3 separate regions of the Mus musculus genome follow, and regions 2 and 3 are each linked to region 1. Evidence: chromatin contacts called from public promoter capture Hi-C data. All regions are on one chromosome and are shown on one strand. Each heading gives the region's core, a stretch centred on a gene start, on an enhancer-like site or on the middle of the called end of the contact. The rest is flanking DNA. Distances are from core to core; before and after follow the strand shown.

What was found. Promoter capture Hi-C pulls out the DNA fragments that hold promoters and counts their contacts.
Region 2: a contact with region 1 is called in a promoter capture Hi-C map of pre-B cells, with 6 times the contacts expected there. The contact joins the promoter of Comtd1 here to the promoter of Rtraf in region 1. A contact is called at or near these places in 2 of 39 promoter capture datasets (liver and pre-B cells), 1 of 115 datasets of contacts at active chromatin or transcription factors (large pre-B cells) and 1 of 9 other capture datasets (liver).
Region 3: a contact with region 1 is called in a promoter capture Hi-C map of liver, with 5 times the contacts expected there. The contact joins the promoter of Vdac2 here to the promoter of Rtraf in region 1. A contact is called at or near these places in 6 of 39 promoter capture datasets (the C10 cell line, fetal liver, hippocampal neurons and 2 more) and 1 of 484 Hi-C or Micro-C datasets (CD4 T cells).

What each region holds. Positions count from the first base shown.
Region 1 is chr14:19,821,193-19,826,120 of GRCm38.p6, reverse strand. It overlaps Rtraf (RNA transcription, translation and transport factor), which reads left to right and starts at 2,298. Exons shown (of 8, transcript NM_026528.3): 1 at 2,298-2,452; 2 at 3,431-3,555. The coding sequence starts at 2,392.
Region 2 is chr14:21,846,117-21,851,044 of GRCm38.p6, reverse strand. It overlaps Comtd1 (catechol-O-methyltransferase domain containing 1), which reads left to right and starts at 2,135. Exons shown (of 7, transcript NM_026965.2): 1 at 2,135-2,266; 2 at 2,377-2,504; 3 at 2,730-2,835; 4 at 2,925-3,043; 5 at 3,118-3,172; 6 at 3,298-3,431; 7 at 3,618-4,928. The coding sequence starts at 2,173. The coding sequence ends at 3,770. A430057M04Rik (RIKEN cDNA A430057M04 gene) reads right to left here and starts at 3,467. Exons shown (of 3, transcript NM_176925.3): 1 at 1,966-3,467; 2 at 1,308-1,411. The coding sequence starts at 2,174.
Region 3 is chr14:21,828,959-21,833,886 of GRCm38.p6, reverse strand. Vdac2 (voltage-dependent anion channel 2) reads right to left here and starts at 2,326. Exons shown (of 10, transcript NM_011695.2): 1 at 2,220-2,326; 2 at 1,978-2,036; 3 at 935-1,003; 4 at 37-86. The coding sequence starts at 2,011.

The DNA.
Region 1 (4,928 bases), core at 1,049-3,548:
GATTTATTTATTATTTATTTATTTTATGTATGTGAGTACACTGTAGCTGTCTTCAGACACAACATATCCTACTACATATGTTTGTGAGCCACCCTGTGGTTGCTGGGAATTGTACTCAGGATCTCTGGAAGAGCAGTCAGTGCTCTTACCTGCTGAGCCATCTCTCCAGCACCTGCCCTTGCTTTTCCTGATTCATTTGGTATGAAACTTAACTGGGAAAACATGAATTGTCTCTGAGAGCCCGTTTAAAACTGCACTCGATCCTGCGGAACGTTCAAAGCTTCTCATTATGCATGTGTCCCTTTCTGGCTCCAGACTAGAAGCGTCTAATCTAAGCATCTGTGTTGATTATTACATTTAAACCTCCTGAAATTAGACACTACAGCTTCTTCATTTGTATGCCCCACAGATGCAAACACTGTTTAATTACCGGCTCCTGAACTAAAATGAAACGTACAGTTGGCTTAGCTCCAAGAGATTCAATAACGCCCCTCAGCTTGCCATGAAAGGCCTTTCTTGATCAAGCGCCTGCCTTTGTCCACAGTCTCGCCAGCTGTCACCACCTCCCTCCAGCTTCCATAAGTGTTTCCCTCTCGGCCCTATTGTTCATTTCTTGCCTTTGTGCATCTGTTTCCAGCAAAATCAGTTATCATTTTGACTGCGAGTGAACTCCTCACTATCTCCAAGCCACTGTTTCTCTCTTTTGTCCCTCCCACCCTCCCTTTTTGGTCTTTTAAATGGAATCAAAGTAGACAGCCAGTCTGTCCTGCTCATCACTGCTCGCCTGTATCTGGAAAACAATTTGTAACGGAATGGGAAGGGTCTTAAATCCAGTAGGAGCATTTGATTGTCTCTAGAGCACAGCAGGCAGTTCCTGAGGCAGGCAAGCATGGGAGAGAGGATAGCTTGGAACCCCAATTTGTTTCTGGTTATTCACATAGCCCCTCTTACAATGATGCTCTTGGCAGCCTTGTTCCTTCATTGGTAAGTCACACACACACACACACACACATACACACACACACACACACAACCAAAAATTCTCCAAACAATTTACCTGGCACCTCGGAACTCCCTTAACCTCCCCAGATTATATATACTTCTACCTCTAAATAATAATGTTTCTTCACCCCTAGTACCAATCACACCTACACAGTTTTTATTCAAGTATATTCCCAATGTATGGGGTATAAAGATTAGAAGGGTCAAGATGGCCTGAACTTGCTTGGGGTATAGGCACAATTAAGGGGAAACTATGTCCTCTAATAAGCTTTTAAGAAGAATCTCTTATTTACTCTCATATGCCTGTGCATGTGATTAAAGCCAGATGCATTATTGGAAGGGACGTGAGCAGTATTGAAATGATCGTATAACCTGATCTATCAATTGAAATAAAGGATCATTCACATTAGTAACCAGCGCCTCCTTTTTCTTGACCGGTGAAGAGACCCAGGCTGTAGCCTGAGGTACTTGGTACTTTTGCTCGCGTTGCCTGCTGTCATTCTGTAACTTTGCACTATAGCATTGCTTCAAATAAAACTATTTTGCTTTTGCATATTTGGATAAGAGGCCAAAAACCTGGAAGCATGCAACTTAGATCATAAGCACCGACAGCTTTGCTAAAAGATAAGAAGAAAGTTTTAAATGGGCGCTTTAGATTATCAGTCGCGTTACAGAGTGGGGAAAATACATCAGGAAAGGCAAGAAAGGATGAGAGAGAAGAGATGGCAGGACTTAGTGGCCCACTGAAGGTAGTGACTGAGAGGTTTGAGGAGAAGGAAACGCAGGTTCCCGGTTTCTGACTTCACTGTTTGGGGACAAACTGAAATATGGCATGGGGGTTGTATCTAATCTCCACATCACTCCAATTAGTCCGAAAGAATATCCTGCAGGGACCTTTCTTTTCGATCTTTGTATTACCAGCGTTCAAAGACGAGCAATTAATACGCTCAAGATATTAAACAGCAACTCTGAGCCAATAAGAGCTATAGCCGACTCGAGAAAGCGTACAGACATTTTTTTTTTTTTTTTTTTTTTGGTTTTGGTTTTGGGTTTTGGTTTTGCCTACTGTTGCAAGAAAAGGAGTTAGATCCACGAATCGCAGCTTCAGACCTGCTTTCGGTCCATTGTACAACTAGGAAGCTGACAATAAAGTTTATTTGAGCGTCGACGTGCACCGACGTGGCCCCGCCTCCTAAGCAGCAGCGATGATTGGCCAGCGCTTGCGGGCTGCGGGCGTTCCTAAGCCGCGATTGGCTCCGTCCGCCGTCCGTCGGAGCGTCGGTCACCGCCCCGCCCCTTCGCCGCGTCGCCGGTGCCTGCGCTGCCCGCCTCACCTCGCTTCTCCTGTCCCGGCGGAGGCCCGGGCGGCCAGCGCGAGCAGCGGGGACCATGTTCCGACGCAAGCTCACGGCCCTGGATTACCACAACCCCTCAGGCTTCAACTGCAAAGGTGGGTGGCGGCCGCGGGGTTCGGCGACGGCGCCTCCCCAGCCCGCCCGGACCCGGACCCAGACCCGGCAGCCGCTGCCCTGAGGCGCTCGGCAGGCTTCCCGGCCCCCGGGCGGCTCGGCGGGCACCTGCGGGGTAGGGGAGGGGACCGGGGATGCCCTTCGGGGCGCGCAGAAAGTTCGTGGCCGGCTGCCAGGGAAGTGGAACCGTTCAGAAAAAAAGATATTCCAGTCCTGCGGGCCAGTGGGAAACTGAGAGTGAGGCGGGGACCAGGGCCTCATTCCGCTGTGCAGGACGCACCGGTAGAAGCGGGGTGGCAGCGTTTGGTCTCCAGAAGCATATCAGGGTCAGTCCTGGTTTTTACTTGGCTTTTACTTGGCTCAAGATTGCTGGGTGGCGGTAGAGCCGAAATTGGGGGTTGAGACCTCAGTTTTCTGACGAGTAAAATGAGGATCTTTCCTGAGGGTTTTGGGTTTTGGTGTTTGGAGGGGTTGGATCTAAGGAAGCAGGTGCGTCCCGGTAACTGTACACTGTCCCCTAGCTTTCAGTTTTTAATATTTGTATTCAGGGTGCTTTAATCGTTTATTTCTAGTTTATTTTATTCTATTGGCTTGCTTCAAAGTTTTTACCTGCCCAATGCCCCTTAAACTCTAAAGGAACCAGAGTTCTAATAAAACATAGGAAACACTGTGCCCTGCATGTTTAATTCATTCAATACTCAAAACATCCCCACGAAGTAAGTCCCGTTTTCCTCATCTTGTATCTGAAGAATCTGAAGCTTAGAAAGTGTATCCGGTTTTCTGAGGCTCATCCAGAATTTGAGTCTATTGCAGTGAGCCAGGTATCTATGGCTCTGCAGTCTGAACTTTGAGCTCTTGCTGACTTCCCTCGGGGTCAGTTAATGTAGTGTTTGCAGGTTAGAAAGCCACCAAGGATCACAAAGGCTTTTAGTGACTTGATATATGATGTTTCGTTGCAGATGAAACAGAATTTAGAAACTTTATCGTTTGGCTTGAAGACCAGAAAATCAGACACTACAAGATTGAAGACAGAGGTAACTTGAGAAACATCCACAGCAGTGACTGGCCCAAGTTCTTTGAAAAGGTAATGAATCAGGAAGTAGAAGGAAGCACAGAGAACTTTTGTAAACGTTGTATGTTGAGTTGAAAATTCCTATGTTCTTTTAAGATATAATAGTGATCAGTGTGAGTAAAGCTAACTCCATGGATTCAAACTCTGTTGTTTTGATTTTTAAAGCAAATTATATTATCTCCAACCGAGCTGTCAGTATTTGGATTAAACATCATTTTCTAAATGTCACGGCATTCCTTAATAGGATTGTCTACATAATTTGTATGTATGTATGTATGTGTGTGTATGTGTTTATATGTATGTCGGGTATCCGCAGAGGCCAGAAGAGCACAGCACGTCTCTTGGAGCTTTAGTTACATTAGATACGAAAATGCAGCAATATACTTTTGAGTCCTTGTCTTAGTTACATTTCTATTCTGTGAAGAGATACCATGGCTAAAGCAGCTTCTAACAGAGAGCATTTACCCTGAGATTTCCCTACAGTTTCAGAGGGTGAATCAATGACCATCATGTGTGGAGTGTGGCACCAGGCAGGCAGAGCACCGGAGCCATAGCTGAGAACTCGCATCCTTATCTTCAAGGAGGACTCAGAGAGCTCACTGGGAATTGTGGGAAGGGAAAAGATGTGGGGTGGGCATGGCTTTTGAAACCTCGAAGCTCACCGTCAGTGACACACCTCCACCAGCAAGGCCACACCTCCTAATCCTTCCCAAACAGTTCCACCCACTGTGAACCAAACATTCAAATCTATGAGCCATGGGGGCCATTCTCATTCAAACTAGCACATACTCATTAAGAGCATCATTTCCATGCCTGAAACTTGAAACTGTCATGTTTATTCTTGTAGGTGAGGTACAGATGCCCCCTAAAAGCGCTCTGTGGATGATCTTGTGACTAGAATTGTTTCACATTGATTTATTTTAATTTTAGTAATATTCTTTCAGGAGTAATTGTTTCCAAACTCTATAAAAAAAAACCACATTATGTCATTACAGTGTCATCAACAAATGGGAATGACAGTGGCAGCTGTCTCTGTTCTGTTTGTATGTGTGTGTGTGTTTGTGTTTTGGTTTTTTGAGACAGGGTTTTTCTGTGTAGTCCTGGCTGTCCTGGCGCTCACTCTGTAGACCAGGCTGGCCTTGAACTCAGAAATCTGCCTGCCTCTGCCTCCGGAGTGCTGGGATTAAAGGCATGTGCCACCACCACTGCAGCTGTCTCTGTTCTTGTTCACAAGCCACATACCTGATAGGCCTCTCCCATAAATGTTTACCCATACCAAGGCCTAATGCTTCTTGCCACTGCAACTACTTGTAGTGGTTTATCTTTATTTACCCTTAAACTTTTTTTTCAGTTTTCAGTGGGCTTTTAAAGATCTTAAAATATAG
Region 2 (4,928 bases), core at 886-3,385, 2.0 Mb before region 1:
TTAATCTTTTCAAATTAGTTTTTTAATCTGACTGGGATATATGGTGACATGGCTCCCTCCTCGCCCGCTTCCCCCACCTCCACCGCTCCTGCCTGGAGCCAGGTTGCAGGAGGAAGGCTGTGAGATGCACTGAGAACTTGCAAGCCATCCCGGTCCCCAGATATGGGGAAGAGGGCTCCGGCTAAGGACAAGGACTCGGTGCCACAAGCCCGCTGAAGAGGCCTAGCGGGGACACGGCTGCCTCTTCCCTCTGTGTGCGTCCCAGGGAGGTACTGATAAAGACGGTGGAAATTTAGGAGGGCAAGGCGCTAGGCAGTGAGCTCGGAGAGATGATCAATTCAGGACTTTCCTTCTCTTGAAAATTGGAACAACACCGCTGCTTCAAGGGATGGCTGGGTGTTGAGCACCTGGTACCCAGCAGGTGCTAAGTAACAGCTTCCGGTTGTCACGTTGTTATCACTGGCCGCAGTGTGGCCCCGTTGTTATCACTGGCCGCAGTGTGGCCCCGCCAGCACGTATTTAGTGCCTGCTGTGTGCTCAGCCCTAAAGGAACTCACATTTCTTCGGGCCTTACCTGGAGAGCATGACTCAAACTCAGAGATATTTTCAGGACTCTCAAGTCATTGAGAGTCAACAAGAAGAAAGAGCTTGTCTAAGGGGCCTGTTCCAGGAGCAGTTAGGAGAAGCAGCTGAGATCCCGCCCTGCCCCTAGAGAAAGTAGGTTCCCCTCCTGTTTGCCTGCACCCTGCACAGATGCTGATAGGTCAAGAAGCCAGTCTACCCTGATTGTGATTGGAGACCTGCCCTCACCTCCGAGGCCCGGGATTCTAGCAGCATTGGCTTCAGTTGGCCAGGTCTAGGGCTCTCTCACTGATCCTGCACCTGTCTGCCTGCCTCCGGAGGGTCTCCGGGCCTGGCCAGTGTTGTTAAGAAACAGACTTCCAGGGCAACCACCTCTGAGGCCCTGTGGACTCCAGCTCTTAAAGACAGCACCAATAGCCTACTAAGCCTGTGTGTGAGGCACACTGTGCGGGTGTTTTCAACCGGAACTCCATCGGGTGTTGTGTGCAGTGAGTGTTGTGAAATATAACTCTGCAAGACAGTATTCTTGGTGGCCCGAGGCAAGGTGCACCCCTGAGAAATTACACTGTGCAACAGTTCTGGTATAAAGGGGGTTTACTGGGAGAAGAGGACTAGAGGCTGGCAAGTGGCTATGTAGACAGACAGATGGGAATGAAGCCAGGGGAGGGGGGAAGGGGGCCAAAGGACTGGAGTGGGGTGGGGGTCTTTTTATCTGTGGCACATACCTGTCGTACGTGGGGGGCGGGGCAGGTGATGCCTTAAGCAATTGCTAGGTCCCTGAGGGCAGGTCAGCAGAGTCTCCTGTGAGCGAAGTCTAGAAAGGATTTCACTGTAGAAAAAAGAGGGACAGTAACACTTGAACTGCATTCCAGTTGTACCTGTCCAGTTGTTTCCAAGTCATAAACTACCACAGTCTTTTGCTTCCACCAGAGTTCAGCATATAGTAGATATTCAATAAATGTCTAGGGAACACCGGTCTAGCAGATAGCCTTGCAAGGGGAACTCAGCTGCTGCCTGCCAAGATGCTACCGCTTCCCAAGGAACCCTCTCTAGCCAATGACCATAACAGCAAGTACCACTATTGAGCACCTACTATGCGAGGAATCCCGTGCCTATCGTAGTAAGGCTGTAATACCTGCTTTACAGAAAAGAAACAGACTCGGAAAGACGGACCGTCACACAAAAAAGCTACACCCAGCATCCCAGCCACTAAGGATACTGTCTTGGAAACCAGGTGACTCTAAACCAGGTTCTTGGTTCCTTTAACTTGGGCACCCCTCCAGCAAGCATTCCCGAGTCTCTTTGGATTCCTCCATTAGCCACACTCACTTTATCCCCTCTCCCCATGCTCACAAGAGCCCTGGTGCAGAGATGACTCCATACCCCGACGCAGTTCCGCATGCAGCCACCGGGTGGCGAGATGTTCTCAGCCTGACCTTGCAATACGGCCATGTGTCACCAGATGGTGCCCGAGGACGCGGCTCTGTGGGCAGGGCCCGGACAAGGTGGAGCCCTGTCGGCTTACTGGTCCCAGTCCCATCCTCGCTACTCCAGCACACGTGACCTCCGCCGCCGCTGCTAACCTGCACCATGGCTCAGCCCGTCCCTCGGCTATCTATCCCAGCCGCACTGGCCCTGGGCTCGGCCGCGCTGGGCGCCGCCTTCGCTACTGGTCTCTTGCTGGGTGAGCTGGGCTGGGCTGCTGCAGTCCGGGGAATGGGAGGAGGGCGCGGAGAAGAGCCGGAGAACCCGGTCAGAAATGCAGGCCCTGACTCGGCACCCTCTCCCCGGCAGGGAAACGGTGGCCTCCATGGGGGTCCAGGCGGCAAGAGCGCCTGCTGCCACCTGAGGACAATCCCCTGTGGCAGTATCTGCTGAGCCGCTCCATGAGAGAGCACCCGGCGCTGCGGAGCCTGCGACTGGTCAGTAGGACTGGGACCGAGAACCGGCTCCCCACTTCCAGCGTGGTGGACCTCACGTGGCTGTGTGACCTTGAGCTAGGCAGAAACCCTCTCTGGGCTTCCGGGTTCCCTGAGACCTGTCCCCTCTAGGCCACACCCGCCACCGAGCCCCTGAATGATTCAAAACCTCAGGGGGGAGGTGGGGGGGGTGACTGGTATGAATGGCACCTCCCTCTCCCCACACAGCTGACCCTGGAGCAGCCGCAGGGGGATTCCATGATGACCTGTGAACAGGCCCAGCTTCTGGCCAACCTGGCGCGGCTCATTAAGGCCAAGAAAGCTCTGGATCTGGGTAGGAACACGCAGCCATGGTCTCTGGAAACCAGGGTCACAGGGCAGCCCTGCACCCTGAACTGAGCTTGACAGTGTCCCCTTCCACAGGTACTTTCACGGGCTACTCGGCCCTGGCCCTAGCCTTGGCGCTTCCGGAGGCTGGCCGCGTGGTGACCTGCGAGGTTGACGCAGAGCCCCCGAAGCTGGGACGGCCCATGTGGAAGCAGGTGAGAGCCCCACACCTGCGGCCGTTCGGGCTCCGGCTCGGGGGCGTGCCGGCCTGACCGGCCTCCTTCCGCAGGCAGAAGTGGAGCAGAAGATCGACCTTCGGCTGCAGCCCGCCCTGCAGACATTGGGTGAGCACCAGTGCGGGAGGGACCCAGACAGCACTGTCCAACCCCGGGGAACAAAACTGGCGACCCTGAGCAGCCCGCTGAGACCCTAGCTCAGCCAGCGGCACATGCCCTCTGTCCCTGTTAAGATGAGCTCCTAGCGGCGGGCGAGGCCGGAACCTTCGACATAGCCGTGGTGGACGCGGACAAAGAGAACTGTACCGCCTACTACGAGCGCTGTCTGCAGCTCCTACGTCCCGGAGGCGTGCTCGCTGTACTCAGAGTAAGGACTAGCTAAGGCAAAACTGCTGCTTCTTGTGGCTGGGTACCCACTCTTCTCAGCTCTTCCCACCCCACCCCCCAGCCCCGCCCCAAAGCCCACCCAGAGTATCATAGGTCCCGCCCCTCCTGGCTAAAGCTCTGGGTCGGCTACCCCCCACTTCCGACGGCCCCGCCCCTCCATCTGTAGGTCCTGTGGCGCGGAGAAGTGCTGCAGCCTCAGCCCAGGAACAAGACTGTTGAATGTGTGCGGAACCTGAACGAACGCATCCTGAGGGACGCCAGGGTCTACATCAGCCTCCTGCCCCTGGATGATGGCCTCTCCTTGGCCTTTAAGATCTAGGGTTAACACGAAGCTTAGGGCCTGGGTGTGAGAACCTAAGACCCCCAGCCAGTGACCTGACTTTTAAACCTGACAATAAAGGTACTGGACACGCGACCTTCTGAGCATCCTCTTCCAGCGTTCACTTGGTGGAGGGTTCCCTCCCTGCAGGTCTCCCTGGCACCAAGGCTTGTGGCCTTATCTGACCGCATAGTTTTAATAAATTGTCCTAGCTGTACTCACTGAGTAGAGTTCCAACAGGCTTGGATATAAGGGAAGACCCTATCTGTCTCTGGCCTCCCAGCCACATGCCACAGAGATGTCGAGATAGGGCCTTTTATAGCTGGCAGTCTACTCATGTTTTCACAGGGCTGAAGCCTCCCCAGCCTAACTTGTGTGCAGTGGAAGCCCAGACTACAGGACCTAAGGTTGGCTGGCATTTCTATCTGCTCCCTCATCCCCTTAAGTCCTAAGGGAGGAGACTGATGGCCAAGGTGCAAAGCAGACAGAGTGGGAAGCCAACCTCATTCAAGAAACCTCAGGAACTTGAAGCTTTTGCAGCACTGTCCTTTTGGGGGACACTATAAGGAGCCAACCTTTATTGACCTGAGGCCTGGTGCTTTGCTGCTCTAGAAGAAAGGTAAAGTTCTTTGTACTGAGGCAGAAAGGACAGTTTCTGGGACACCACAGGTTTGCCACTCTGGGGTAAGAAAGGCCCAAGTGATGTGCACTTAGCAGCTGCTACAAGTACAGATGTGTGAGCCCACAACTGAGTCCCTGCCACACACCACCAACCCTCTGGGGACTAGCTGTGCCCTACCCCTTCTTCACAAGTCACAAGTACATACTGAGGTGCACACAGGGGACCTGGTCCAATCCATTTTGAAGTGCCTTTGATGCACTGGTAGCCCACATGAGTCCACTCGCTCAGCAGAGCCAGCATGAAGAACACTTGTTAGCTGAGGGTCACAGGGCAGTAACATGCACCATTTCTATTGGGTAAGTCCCAAAGTACCCATTTTCTTAGCTGTCCTCTCAAGTTTAAACTACACCTCAGAAGTGACACTCACCTCTCACCTGTGACACACCACCTCCCCAGGGAAGCTGGCACGGTCCTACTTTTCCAACCAGGATCACTAGGTAATACATATCACCCAGGTGATGGCGAAGGGGGCTGCC
Region 3 (4,928 bases), core at 1,077-3,576, 2.0 Mb before region 1:
AATTAACAGCTTCGTGAAAACGAATCAATAACTTACCACACCGCTGCATGACTTCGTCTTCACATCCAGCTTCACCAGCCCAAAGCCTTCAAAAAGAGAGGGCAAAGATATGATTCTTCTGCAGAAAAGACGTATACCCACACTCAAAGTACTGTGAACATAATCCCAAAGTCCGGGACAGAAATGGACAAATGCACAGCACATGAAGGAACATTTACAAGCAGTCAGCTCTGCTAAGGTGACAGTAGCGCTGCCTAGTGTCCTATAACTGGCTCCACTTCCTGCCGCACCCTTTTCAAGCCATTTTTAAACGTTAGATTAAAAATCAGTTCCTCAGACTGGCCTACTGTTTATGGCAACACACTTAGGACTTTTATCCCAAAAGGGTATCACCAAAGAGCAAGGGGTAGTGGTATGTGCAAAACAATCAATTTTCAAGAAAGCACAAAAATTGACTCAAAACTCTAAGGTTTCCACCTACCCAGAGTCATAACCACAAAAATAAAACAGTAATTCTAGGCAGCTCTATCCAACCATGGTCTGAACTGTCACTTAAAAGAATAAAGTACAGGCTTTCCCCTCTCCCTAGGGGGTGGGGAGTGGGGTGGTACTCGCCTCCCATCACTTGGGAGGCAGAGGCAGGTAGATCTGAGAGTTCAAGGCCAGCCTGGTCTACAGAGTGAGTTCCAGGACAGCCAGGACTACAGAGAGAAAGCCTGTCTTGAAACAAAACCAAAAAACAACAACAAAATAAAAAGAACAAGCTTTTCAATTGTGACCGAAGAAAGGCTAAGAAAGTGGGGTACACATGCAGCTGGCAGAGGCATGAGTGCAGCAGGGTATTCAGTCTAGAAAAGCAAAGCAATTAACTTTTTTCAAGAGGTCCAAGCATATATTTTTCTCTTTTATGTTTAAAAGGGAAAAAAGTCCTTACCAAATCCTTTGTTGAAAATGTCTCTGGCAGCTTTGCCGAGGTCAGCATAGGGTGGAGGGATACACATCGCTAGTCAAAAGAAACATTCTACAGTTAATGTGAGCTACTACTAGGACCTACTGCTAACATTTACATTCAAGCAGTTCAACCGGAGTGGGTTTTGATGCCACTAGAACTTCAATAAATGTTATTCTAAAGTAGCCACCCATAACAAAAACTTATTTCTAAATAGCTATGTGGTAATACAAACCTGGGACATTTCTACCAAGTTTTAAGAATGGGGGAAGCCTTTCTAATTCCTAAACATAAGTGTCTACTGCCTACACAGTTGCCAAAACTCAAGGTGACTGATTTAACGGAGATAAAAACCAAAATTTAAGCTTAGGCGTTCTCCCCTAACAAACCTTTGGGAAGGACTTCCAAAATCAAAACCAACACTCTGGGAACTGGCACAATTGAGACACGGGCAAAAAATACAACCATCTATGTCTACAGCAACTAAATATCAAATGGCACTTTAAACACATTACTACGGTCCCCCAAGTCCTCCGACAACGTGAGGCTTAAGGGCAAGGAATCCGAGCTCCAGGAGCAGCTCATTCATTCTCCAGTGCACATCCACGCCCTTAGGAACACGTGTAATGACCTTGTAGTGCACTCGACCTGTGCAGGCAGACAGCGAACTACTTCCTCTTGCAAAGTGACTGCTCTAACTCTCCGCCCCCCCCCCCCGAACCCCAAGATGGAATTCAACAACTAAGTGTTTTGCTTTCGGATTTGTAAGTAACATATCCAAAAGCCAAGGGTGGGTGCGGCCAAGGACCAACGCCCCAGGCGCGAGCCCCCCTATCTGCAACCCAACAGCCCAGCACCACGTCCGTCAACAGAGTGGCAGTGTAAGACTTAGGGGGCGCGCAAAGAAGCAAACTTTCCAAGTCTTTGCAGGCATCATGTGGGCCACGGCGGAACAAGGTATGGTTCTCTAAAGAGGAACAGCACAGCCCCCATGGCCCCATCGCGCAAACACCTCTTGTGCTACTTACGCCGTGGGCATACCGGTACACAGCACTCAGCCATGGCGAAGTCGCGGGGAAAAGGTGATCTGTGAAAGGGACAAGAAGTGCGGTCAGGGGACAGTCAAAGGGTCCCCTGGGGAGCTCGGACATTAGAGAAAGGGGCCGGGGCCGCTGCGGCCATCTTAGGGGACCAGGGCCGCCCTGAGTTCACTCAGGCTGCCGGCCCGCCCTAAGGCCCCAGAGTCGGCAAGAGGCGGGCACCATAGTACCTGCGGGTGTCCTGAGGGGCGCTGCCGCCACCGCTCGGCTCGCAGCTGAGGCCACTCCGCTATCTGAAAGTTGCGCTGCAGCCACCGCGGCTGGAGGGCGAAGTGAAGGAGACACCGTTGCGCCCCGCCGCAAGCCTGGCCTCCCCCAGCCAGGTCCCCGCCGCGGCCGCCCGGGCTGTCTACCGCGCCTGTCCTTGCCGCTCCGCCCGCTGCCCACTCCCACCTGCTCCGGAGTGACCACGTGGGTCGAGAGCACGGCGGTCTCCTTGGGTGAGCGGTCTCGGACCGTCCGGCGGGGACGGGGCGAGCAGGAGCTGCGGGGCCTCGGGTTAGGCAATGTCCAGGACAGCCCCAGAGGCGAGGACCTGGGAACGGCGGAGGCGGCGCAACGGCACCCGCGCGGTCAGGATGGGAGTGGCCACGCGAGTCGCGACGGGGCGGGGCGATGTGCCCCGCAGGGTCACGTGCACCCTCTCAGCCTCCTCCCTGAGTCCCAGCCTGGAGGTCTGAACTTAAGGTCCGGGTTGAGGGGGATGAAACACTCTCCCCAAGTGCAGCCTCCATGCTCTTCCCATCTCGGTTCACCGCCCACCGCCATGTCCTCCCCTGCTGGGACTAGGCTGGGCTCCAAAGGAACAAACTTGAGCCAGTCTCTGGGCATTTCTCTCGGAGCCTCAGGGTTGCGCTCCTGCAGCCTCCGTCTCACCCATATATGGTATGGGTTCACACACGCGCAGAAGCACATCCTGCTCTAGGAAGAGAAGCTTCCCCTGGTTGAGAGGCCTGGAGAGACAAGGGAATAACTGTAGGATTCATGCTGACCAGTCATTAGAATGCTGCTCTCAAGTTCTTTAGATATGCCAGAAGAGGGAGGGAGCAGCCAGTCCTGATGCCTATACCTGTAGTCCCAGATCTGGGCGGCAGAGAAATTACACCAGATTGAGGCTAAACTACAGAGTGAGGCAAAAGGTTAATAAAGATAAGAGACCGCTGGATAGTGGTGGTGCACACCTTTAATCCCAGCACTTGGGAGGCAGAGGCAGGTGGATTTCTGAATTCGAGGCCAGCCTGGTCTACAGAGAGAGTTCCAGGACAGCAAGGGCAATACAGAAAAACCCTGTCTTGAAATAATAATAATAGAGACCAGTTTGAGGCTAAACTACAGGGTGAGGCAAACAGGATAATAAAGATAGAATCGGAGGCTCAGTGAGTAAGAACCCTTATCTTGCTGTGCATGCAAGGGGACCTGAGCTCGGATCCCCAGCACCCAACACCCACATTAAAAGCCAGTAGTAGTTCCAGAAATAGAAACAAGAGGGTCACGGGGGCTCTGTCAACCTGGCCTGCAAACCGTGTTCTCTAAATTCTGTAAAAGGTGAAGAGCAGTAGACACTGTTCAAAACACACACACACACACACGTCAGCCATACAGAAGATTTAAAATGGAGACAACTGACACTTCAGCTCAATAAACTCAAATAATTTAGCCTGTGGACCTCAATTCCCTCATCTCTAAGATGCTGTTTAATAATCTTCAATAGACATACAGTTGGACTGAGAGCAAAGACACCCACACATATGCACTCATGACTCAATCGTCTCTGAACTCTTCCTCTACTCAAGTACTGTTAAGTCATCACTCTCCTCCTAAGCCGGAGGAAAGATGGCTAGGTGGGCTCCCCCCAATCCAACACCCAAGTTTAAAGTTACACTCTGGTATGTTTCTCTCCCAGGAGCAAGGCTAGCCAGCAACCTCACCTGCTCACAGCTGGAATTGTGTTGTAAAAAGTGAAATGGGAAGAGTCTTTGTGTGTATGAGATCGGGCTCCAGCACCTGACTCATCCCTTCATCCAAGCTCAGGCAGGTTGGTCTGCCATGGACCTGGCCCACGGGAGACAGTCTGCCCCAGCTGTGTGATGCTTGTGGTAGAGTTTGGCCTCCTCAGCACTGCCTTCCAGAAAAACTCAGCCTGCTAAATTAGTTACCTCAATTGCCTATAGCAGGGCTTATTCCTATTCTGTATTACCTGTCACAAGTTTTGATCTCCAGAGACATCATTTTCTGACACAAAAGTCGGAAGCTTTACTCTGTAAAGTATGTGGGTGGTGCTTAATGGCCACTGGGGACAAACTCCAGCCTAAGCAAAGAATTACAGGGGTGGGAAAGATGGTGACTCCTTCCCATCATAAAGACACAGCTGACACTCCTATGTAAAAGGCAGGTTAGCAAGAGAAATGTATAATTCATTTATTTGATCATGATTTTATATGATATACAAGCCACCAAACTGAAGAGCCCAAACATCCAAGGTGAATTATTGATTTTTATTTTTGAATTATTGATTTTTGTGCTTAGGTTGACTGAAGCATGGACAGCCAGATAGGAATATAAATGAACAAAAAGAGTATAATCTTTATAACAGAATGAGTAAGGATCCCACAGGGTCTGTCCAGGTAGCCCATCCTCCCAGCTATGGATAAGAACTCCTTCTAAAAAGAAGGGGGTGGTCTTCTTGGTGTAATGCTGGGAATTGAACTAATGTAAGACCAGCATTACACCACTGAGCTATAACTCCGATCCCCTTTTTAACTCTACAAAACCAGGTCTCTCACTAAATTGCCCAGGAAAGCCTTGAACTTTTCATCTTCCTCTTTCAGCCACCACCACCATCCTGCCCCAAGTAGCTGATATTATAGGCCTGCACCACC